Linked DNA regions of Sus scrofa: region 1 is linked to region 2. The links are chromatin contacts, called in public Hi-C maps. All regions are on one chromosome and are shown on one strand. Each heading gives the region's core, a stretch centred on a gene start, on an enhancer-like site or on the middle of the called end of the contact. The rest is flanking DNA. Distances are from core to core; before and after follow the strand shown. Region 1 overlaps TMEM164 (transmembrane protein 164). Region 2 has its middle 99 kb from the start of ACSL4.

Region 1 (4,957 bases), core at 348-2,847, 320 kb after region 2:
AGCCTTCCAGGTGGGGAACTCTTGAAAAGGGGGGAGGGGGCGCCCTCAGAGGAAGGATGCTGCTGGTGGGGGCAGTCTCCCGGCCACCCCAGCTGAGCTCTGTGACCGAGGTTCCTCCAGAGCCACAGGGCAAACGGGGGAGCCTGTAGTGCAGGCCAAGCTTGGCCACTGTGTGATGTGGGGCCCGGGGCCACAGTGGGGGCAGAGCAGGCTGTGAGGGTGGGGATCGGGTAAACTGGGCCGGACTGGGCCCGGCCCCCAGGTGGAGGACGTTTGGGATCCTGCTGTGGCTAATGTGCTTCTTTACCACGCGCTTGTTAGCGCCGGCTCCTCTCCACTGCGCAGCTCCCGCGCGCAGCTCCTCTGCGCATCTCCACTGCGCAGCTCCCAGGTGTCTGGCCTTTGCCAGAGGGAAGGAGCGGGCGGTGGGTGGCGGAGCGTGTAGGTTACGAGGATAAACTCCAGAGCTGGACTGCCTGGAGTTTGCAGCCTGGTTCTGTCACTGATGTGCCCTTGGGTGAGTTAGCCATCTTCTGTGTGCCTCCATTTCTCACCTCTAAAATGGAGTTCGTGGGAACATGGTGCCAAAACCGGGGTGGAGAGGTTAAGCGACTTACCCGAGGGCACGGGGCTATTTAGCCTCAGAGTCAAATCTAGGGCAGGGATTTGCCAAACTCCAAAGTCCGTGCTTGAGGCCGCAATGCTGAACTGCCTCCCTGGCCGCACACATGGGGGACTTTGCTTTCCAGGAGGGTGGTGGGGAGGGGAGAAGCGTGTGGGGCAAAAGCGGCTGGAGTCTGAGAGTTCAGCAAAGGTAGTGGGGGCCTGGCTGGGATCGGGTCAGTGTGCCCGCGGCCCGGTTCTCTGCTCCCTGCTGTAGGAATGCAGCCTGGGTGCCCAGGCTCCCATTCAGGGAGCGGTCGAGCCCCTTAGGTACCTGAAGATTCGCAATATAGGCACAGAGCTGGGCCTTCCTGAAACGTTGCCTCCTTTCTGTGTCAAGTCATTTCCCCTGCCGCCACCCCCGCCTTTCCTCATCTCTCAAATGGGGATAATGATACTTTACCTGCCCACCTCCTGGGGTTTTCCAGAGGACCGAGGAGATCATGGATGTGGGGACGTTAGAAAAAGCATAAAGCAGCACCCAGATTTCAGCTAGTGGAGTGATCCCAGACCCCATCACCGTGAGGTCTCCAAAGTTACCTGGTGCGGGTCATGTCCACGTGGTCTACGGAGACGCGTGGACCCTCATTTCTTGTTCTTGGTTTTGCTCTTTCTTTCCGTGAGCATAAAATCATGGTCGAGCATCAGCTGGGGCCGTGGGAAATTTTCCTTCTGCGTGAGTTTCTGTTTTCAAGCTCCAGAGCAGGTGACTCTGGCCCGGGTCTGCGGTCATCCAGGCTCCCATGGCTGGGAGCTCCGCAGTCTTTTGGTTTCAGTTCTGTGCTCACCCTGGAGGGCCCAGGGAAGCAGCTGATCCTTGCCCTGGGTGTCCTTGTCACTCTGGGCTTCCCTTTGGGGAATGTGTGTGTGTGTGTAGGGCTGTGTAAGCCTCGGATGCCAGGCCTCTTGCCAGCTGCTGCAGTTCTTTTCCTGGAATTGAGTTGGCCTCCCAGCTGTTTCCACTCTACCCGCTGCCAAGCATTACGGCGCGGTCCCCATGCCAGGTTGAAAGCACGCTCTGCTTTGGTAATTTCGAGCTTCCATTTTGAGAGAGATGGGAAACACCAGTGAATGAGTGGGCGTGTTGGTGGAAGGAGGGTGGGGAAGTTCTTTTTGGCAAGCCGTCCCAGAATTGGCCCAGGCGCTTGGTCTTCACCCAAAAGTAGGGCTAACCCTGGCCTGACCCCAAGTATCCAGTGGCGAAACTCTTTATTCTTGGATCTAGAACTAACCAGACCTAGCAGTCAACTTTTTAAAAAAAATCTGAAAAATGGGGATAATAAATCCTACCCCATATAAATCCTAGCCCATATATTGTTCCTGTCAGGCGAGACATAAGCTTTTAAAGTAGTCCCGTCACCAGGAGCAGGAAGCAGTGTGAGGTTGTGTTTCCTCAAGCACATTCTGCAGAACATACACAGAAGTGCTATGTTTTACAGAGGCGCTGGCTAAGTTTGGGAAACAGTAGATAAACCTTTTCTTCTTTTTTTTTTTTCCGGGTCACAGGGTGCGGGGGCATGACGTAGGATGTAGGATTCCCAGACTAGGGATTGAACCCAGGCCATAACAGTGAAAGCACCGAGTCCTAACTGCTAGACCACCAGGGAACTCCTCTAGATAAGAAATGTTAAGCAGCCTTCTTGTAGAGACAACATAGGTCCTTAATATGCCGCTGATATACATGGTGGCCGGTCTCCAAGGGGATGAAACATTTGTTACATTTTTAACCAAACTTTCTGGGTGGAGCATTTTTCAAGTCCTATCTCCCAAAATACACTTTGGGAGATGCTGGCCTGGGCCATAGGTGTATTTCATTTGTTTTTGTCTAATGATGAGGGGAGTTGAACTAGCTGAAGCACACGGGGTCGAGCGAGGGCATTCACCTTGAGAATCTATTGAAACAAGTGCTTCCTGCTCTGAAACACCTCTCTCCCTCCTGTCCTTGCAGCTCCCCTTTGAATTGGAGATTTACTACATCCAGCATGTTATGCTCTACGTGGTGCCCATCTATCTGCTTTGGAAAGGAGGTAAGGCCCGCAAAGCCCGCCCGGGTGCCACCCCCACACCTAGCCGCTCCCTTCTGCTTGGGGGGCCCACAACCTCTTGGGTGCCTATCAGGACCTTAAGGGGCTGCCAGGCTGGGTCTCTGCAGCACGTTTGATGCCAGACACCAGGCAGTGGGGCAGTGGGCCTGGATGAGGCCTGCAAAGAACCTGGTGGCTTTGCAGAGCCACCCTTTGTGTAGGTGGGCTCCGTGCTACTTGTAGCCTGTCCTCGGGCCCAGGCCTTGTGCTCTTCATCTGTGATGGCACGGGGCTTGCACAGAGTCCCCCCCCCACACCCTCTGTCACTCACTTCTGCTGGTCCCTTCTCCCTGCCTCGGTGTACAGTACAGAGAGAAGGACCTTATGCCTTGGTTCATTATATCTATCCTCAGAACCAACAAGGAATTGACAGAACGTTGTAAATAAACTATAATAAAAAAATTTAAAAAAACCAACAAGGATATTGGAAAGGGCAAGAAGCCCAAGAACTATGGGATCAAAGGAGGAGGCAGATGAGAGGGGAGCGACCTTCCTGTAAAACAAGCCATGGAACCCTGCATTAGGTCCTGAGGGTGAGACCACCAGCTTGGTAGAGACAGCCTAGAAAGGAAGCTGATATCTTTGTGACCTCACCGTGACCCTTAACTCATCCCCTCCCTGTATCGTGTAGTAGACAGAAGGGAAGGGGAGTTCTGTTCCTTCTAGACTAGTTGTGAGAGCCCCGCTCTCAGTGCTCCTGCCTTCTGAAAGGCCCTACACCTGGAAGACCGCCTCTTCCGGTCTTGCCATCAGCCTCTCCATCTTGGTGGCTGGAGACCCTCCTTACCCCAGACAGCAAGGGTTTCATTTCTATCACATTGAAAATGACACGAGGAAGTTCCCGTTGTGGTTCAGTGACTAACCAGCTTGACTCGTATCCATGAGGGTGTGGATTCGATCCCTGGCCTCTCTCAGTGGGTCGGCGATCTGGCATTGCTGTGAACTGTGGTGTAGGCCGCAGACACGGCTTGAAACTTGTATTGCCGTGGCTGTGGTGTAGGCTGGATGCTGTAGCTCCGATTCGACCCCTAGCCCGGGAACCTCCCGATGTCACGGGTGCAGCCCTAAAAAGATAAAAAAATGACACGAAGTCACATGGATGCTAAAGCCCACTGAAAAGATGGTTTGGAAGTTGTGCTCCCTCTAACTTGGGACTTCTAGCAAATCTTAAGAACTTCTGGCATGGCATAGTCTCAAGGACCAGTCAACCCAAGGACACGCTGGTGGGTGGGAACTGTTGGTCTCCATGGAGTCTATGTACACTCAAGAGATTTGCCCCTGTCCCTGGTTTCTACCAGTTGAGGAGACTCTTCTGTGATCTGAATATTCTTCGAGGCTGTTTTTACCCTGTGCAGCCACTTGGGGTCTCACCCTGTCAAAGAGCACTTGCTTTTAACTTGCTCTAAACATACTGTTTTCCCTGCTGAGCCCTAACAGAAGCCTGATGTTCCCGTATCCCGGTGACCTGTGCCATTTCTCAGGTCTGTCCCCTGTGGCACAGGAAACAGCTTGCTGTTGATATTTAAGTCTCACAGACAGACTCATTCTGAAGGGAATCAGGCAGGAAGCTGTCCCAGGGCTCCAGACTCCCCACCACTGCAAGTTCTGGACAAATGTGCACAGCCGTTAGTTAAACCTGTCTGTGCTCTGAGATGCCATACAAACCTGTCAGGTGGCTGAGCTGACATAGAAAAGACCAAGTAGTCTTTATCTCTCCCCCACCTCTGCAAAAAAAAAAAAAAAAAAAAAAATCCAATTATCTGAGAAGCTATGCTTTGTAGAAGCGGCTGATTGCACTGCAACCAGCTATTGAATGTACCGCTGCCCTTACTGTCAGTGAGTGTCTCCCCTCTTCTCTGGTACCTGACCCTGAAAAGAGGCTGAAATAAGAGTGACAGAAATCACAACCGCAGTAACTATTAATGCCTACTTTTTCTTGAGTGTTTTCCGTGTGTAAGATACTGATCTATATTTTTCCCATCACAACTGTCTTAGTGGAAAAAACTCTCCTTCTATGGGAGAGGGGGGAATTAAGGCCCAGGAATGTTCGGTACCTGGCCCATGGCTCAGATTTAAAGCCTGGCGGGAATTCTCTCGTGCACCACATTGTCCTAAAAGACAGATAGATGTCTGTCTCCTGACCGCCTCAGGCTGGGCCTCTCCCCTCCACCTCAGCCAGCTCTAGCCAGTCACTCAACACGGACCAGCAT
Region 2 (4,927 bases), core at 925-3,424:
CCTCCTGCACCATTGATAGGAATGCAAATTGGTGCGGCCCCTGTGGAAAACAGAATGGAGATTCTTCAAAAAATTAAAAGTAGAACTACCACATGATCCAACAATTCCACTTCTGGGTATGTACTCAAAGAAAACAAAAACACTAATTAGAAAAGATGTATGAACCCCTATGTTCATTGCAGGATTATTTACAATAGCTAAGATGTGAAAGCAACCCAAGTGCCAAGCAGTTGATGACTGGATAAAGATGTGAGAAACACACACATACCCAATGAAATGTTACTCGGCCATAAAAAAAGAATGAGGAGCTCCCATTGTGGCGCAGCAGAAACGAATCCAACTAATATCCATGAAGATGTGGGTTCGATCCCTGGCCTCACTCGGTGGGTTAAGGATCCAGCATTGCCGTGAGCTGTGGTGTAGGTCGCAGACATGGCTCGGATCCCATGTTGCTGTGGCTGTGGTGTAGGCTGGCTGCTGTAGCTCCAATTGGACCCCTAGCCTAGGCACTTCCATATGCTGAGAATAAGGCCCTAAAAAAGCAAAAAAATAAAAAAAAGAATGAAAAAGAATGAAATCTCACCACTTGTGACAACGTGGGTGGAACAGGGGGTTATATTCTAAGTGAACTAGGTCAGATAAAGACAAATACCACATGATTTCACTTATATGTGGAATGTAAAAAACAAAATAAAGGAACAAAGAGACATAGAGTTATAGATACAGAGAATAAAGAGGTGGTTGCCAGAGAGGAGGCAGACTGGGAGAGCAGAGAAATAGATGAGGGAGATTGAGAGGTACAAAGATAAATTAAAAGATGAATGAGTCAAAGGTATGAAATGTACAGTGTGGGAAAAATGGTCAATAATTAGATAATATCTTCATATGGTGACAGAAGACAACTAAACTTATCATGGTGATCATTTTGAAATGTACAGAAATATCAAATCACTACATAGTGTTATGTGTCAGTTATATTTCCAAAAAAACCCAACAAACTCATCGAAAAAGATATGAGATTTTTGGCTACCAGAGGAGGGGCTAGGAGTCAAGAGGCATCAGATGAAGGCGGTCAAAACATACAGACTTCCAGTTATAAGATAAATAAATAATAAGTTCTAGGGGTGTAAAGATACACAGCTGTATGTTATATATGAAAGTTGTTAAGAGAGCAAATCCTAAGAGTTTTCACAAGGAAAAAAAAATGTTTTTCTGTTTCTTTAATGTTGTATCTATATGAAATGATGCTTTTTTTTTTTTTTTTTTTTTTTTGTCTTTTCAGGGCCACATCCACAGCATATGGAGGTTCCCAGGCCAGGGGTCGAATCGGAGCTGTAGCTGCCAGCTTACACCACAGCCACAGCAATGCTGGATCCTCAACCCACTGAGTGAGGCCAGGGATCAAACCCACATTCTCATGGATACTAGTCAGGGTCATTAACCGGTGAGCCATGACGGGAACTCCGAGATGATGGATATTCACTAAACCTACTGCAGTAATCATTTCATGATGTATGCAAGCCAAACTATTATGCTACACCTTAAACATATACAGTGCTCTATGTCAATTATAGTTCAATGAAATTGGAAGGGGAAAAAAAAGATACACATTTCTGGACAGAATAGTACACATGGAGAAAAATACATAGAAGATGTAGACTTAATTCTAGAATATTAGGCTGATATTTGGATCTTGCGGCTCAGCGAGAATAATTTATCTTACTATATGGTTCCATGTCATATACGGTTGGGGAAGAAAGAAGATGAACCTACACCTAAAAACCACCTATTATGTGCCAGGCACCACCAGTCACTTACTGATCCGGCAAATATTTATTGACTGCTTGGTATGTTTACACAATTTTTTTCTTTCCTAAACCCCACACAATAAGGATTATTTCCCATATTTTAGGGATGAGAAACTGAAAGTTCCGAGAGGTTAATTAATTGCTCAAGGTCAAACAGGAAATGTAAAAGTGGAAGAAGGCCAAGAACCCTGGCCTTCTTGGACTCGAAGCATGAGTTGCTAGCCTTAATCCCACACTAGTGAAAACACTGAGGCCTAGCCAGGCGAAATGGTTGACCAGATGTCACAAGTAACAAAGTGGTGGAAAGTACTCCAGGCTTTTGTTCTCTGGGTAAGACCATCTGAGGAGCCAGCACCTATGACCTATCTCTGGGGCTCCGCCAAGAACCTTGGCACTGCTCGGGCTGCCTTCTCCAGAGCAGCCATGCCCGTATGCTCTTGTTTCCAGCAGAAGCGATGATATTAGATTACAGGCTTCCCTGGATGAAGTGACAAATGGCTTTTTCAACCTGCCAGCTGCCTTACGGAATCCTCCGAGGCAGACTTTCCTCACAGGGCGGACTCCAAAGAGTCAGCTCTTGGTAACACTATTGTTTGACTTCATATTTTGGCCTACCACCAGCTTGTGGTGAAAGAATCTAGCTTTTGGCTAGCCATTCCTCATTTGCAATTGCTCTAGTCTCGCCCCTTTAGCTGCCCGTGGAAACCTTAGACAGTATTTTATATCTGTTTCTTAAATTAGGGCTGCTTTTTGTCCAAGTCCCTCCTCCTCACACCAGATCTGTTAAAGGATATTGGCCTTGAAGATCAAAGCTCTGATGGCGTTCATTAGGACCCAGAAGCTCTCATGTAAAGGAAATAGAAAAAAAAAAAATTGCTTCAGAAGCTCCCTGAGAATATAGGAGCTATATACTGCTTCAGAGATCAGACAGAGCTGTTAGCCCCACCTTCCAGAGGTTAATGGTGAAAGACTTGACAGGGCAATCAGATTGTCTTAGGATCTGAGTCGCATGCCCACACTCACACCTACGCTTCTACTGTTTCCATGACAACAGGGGGGGCACTGACACTCTTCTGTCTCTTACACAGAATAGCGCTCCTGATTTGCCCACTGTTAGTCCTTTGCTTGTACGGTTCCTTGGAGTCTCCTGGATCAGTTGCCCAAACAAGATTCCAGGAAAATATAGAAAGGAACTCTGGCTTGTCCGCTCCTTAGAATGAAATAGAAATAGCGGGGGGGTTATTGAGCGACATCTACAGCTAGTTTGCCCAGGGCCATGTACCTCCAAAAGAGTGATCTTGACCTCCAAGAAGGTTCTAAATCACAAGGCAAATAACCAAACAGGCAGGACTTAGACATTTCCTGGGCTGAGGGCATTATTGGCACCCTTTGGAATGCCAGGGTTGACCACTTACAATATCATTACCATCAAGAGAAGAATACCGTGTTTATTATAGCGTATCCCTTTTGACTCTTAAGATTTCTCAGAATCACCACTCTATTTATGGAACCACTGGGGATACTTCCTTGGAAGCCTGAACTACCCAAGTACATCCTTTGCTAAATGATGACCTTGAAAAATCCAAGATTATCTATTTCTGGAAACCAATTCTACCAGAAGGTTTCACTCTGGATGTGGTTAGTGCTTTTGGTTTTCCAGTGGTAACAGACTCCAAGCCCCTCTACCCCAGCCCCCGTGGTTATAGGACTGCCTAGAGCACCTGGTTGTCAAAACAATATACACATCATGAGACCAGGCCCTCATTTTAAAATTAGATGTTAGAAGAAACTGGAGTTCCTGTCATGGCTCAGTGGCTAACGAACCCGACTAGTATCCATGAGGACACGGGTTTGATCCCTGGCCTTGCTCAGTGGGTTAAGGATCTGGCGTTGCCATGACCTGTGGTGTAGGTTGCAGACGCGGCTCGGATCCTGCGTTGTGTGGCTCTGGCGTAGGCCAGTGGCTACAGCTCCGATTAGACCCCTAGCCTGGGAACCTCCATATGCCGCAGGAGCGGCCCAAAGAAATAGCAAAAAAAAAAAAAAAGAAGAAACTTATAGAAAAATGGAACCCATATCTTTCATTTTTTGAGAGAAACCAGCTAGTCCTCCAATCTGTACTTCTCCAAAGCAATGTTTGCTGCAGAGATAATGGGGGTGGGAGGATTTAGATATGATATGTTGGGAGTTCCCGGTGTGGCTCAGTGAAAATGAATCAGACTAGGAACCATGAGGTTGCGGGTTTGGTCCCTGGCCTTGCTCAGTGGGTTAAGGATCCGGTGTTGCCGTGAGCTGTAGTGTAGGTTGCAGATGCTGGTGTTGCTACCACTGTGGCGTAGGCTGGCAACAACTGCTCCGATTAGACCCCTAGCCTGGGAACCTCCATATGCCACAGTGCGGTCCTCAAAAGACAAAAAGACAAAAAAAAAAAAAAAAGATATGATATCTTTGATGCTCTGGAGATTTTTTTCAATATGTCTGAGATCTAGACTTCCATTTCATCCTGGTGGCTAACTGAAGATTCCAATGGCTGGTAAATAGAACCAAGTTCCATTGTCTAGACCCCCATTCTTTAAGTGAACACACACTCATTTTGTGTCTTCTGAGCCCAAGGCATGGCACATTGCTAAATACTGTCTACAAACATTGTTTTTCCACCTTTTTTTTTTCTTTTGGTAATCTCTCTTTCTCTATTTGTTCTTTCTCAAAACCAAGCCAAAATAGATAGAGGATGATTTCTACTATGTGCAAGGAAAATCCATCTGCACATTTTATTTAGCATGTGACTTCGAGAACATTTCGTGAAAATTACCCACTCTCATGGAAAAGGTGGAACTGGGTCTAGTTCATAGAAGATTTTTTAGTTAAATAGTTCAGTAAGTATAAACAAGTATGTTATGTCTGGGAAGCCAGGATTTTCCAAACTCAGATATAGGAGAATATTTTTATCTATCGACTCTGATAATACTTTATCATTCACCCACCAAAGGCAAGGGTAGTGATTTTTTTTTTTTTTTTTTTTTTTTTTTTTTTTTGCTTTTTAGGGCCACACTAGTGGCATATGGATGTTCCCAGGCTAGGGGTCTAATCGGAGCTACAGCTGCCAGTCTACACCACAG

The links. A called contact is a pair of places that touch in the nucleus more often than the background predicts.
Region 1: a contact with region 2 is called in a Hi-C map of psoas muscle, with 2.3 times the contacts expected there. The contact joins two enhancer-like sites. A contact is called at or near these places in 1 of 47 Hi-C or Micro-C datasets (psoas muscle) and 1 of 2 datasets of contacts at active chromatin or transcription factors (skeletal muscle).

Annotation. Positions count from the first base shown.
Region 1 is chrX:90,251,299-90,256,255 of Sscrofa11.1, forward strand. It overlaps TMEM164 (transmembrane protein 164), which reads left to right. Exons shown (of 6, transcript XM_021080004.1): 4 at 2,612-2,690. Among named protein-coding and RNA genes, the nearest start is that of MIR652, 87 kb to the left of the region's middle. Within about 2 kb of position 1,598, at least 7 of the 83 cell types and tissues checked have an H3K27ac peak or open chromatin away from gene starts, as enhancers often do. A contact at or near this core is called in skeletal muscle, where this site is marked.
Region 2 is chrX:89,933,912-89,938,838 of Sscrofa11.1, forward strand. No RefSeq gene overlaps it. Among named protein-coding and RNA genes, the nearest start is that of ACSL4, 99 kb to the left of the region's middle. Within about 2 kb of position 2,175, at least 9 of the 83 cell types and tissues checked have an H3K27ac peak or open chromatin away from gene starts, as enhancers often do. A contact at or near this core is called in skeletal muscle, where this site is marked.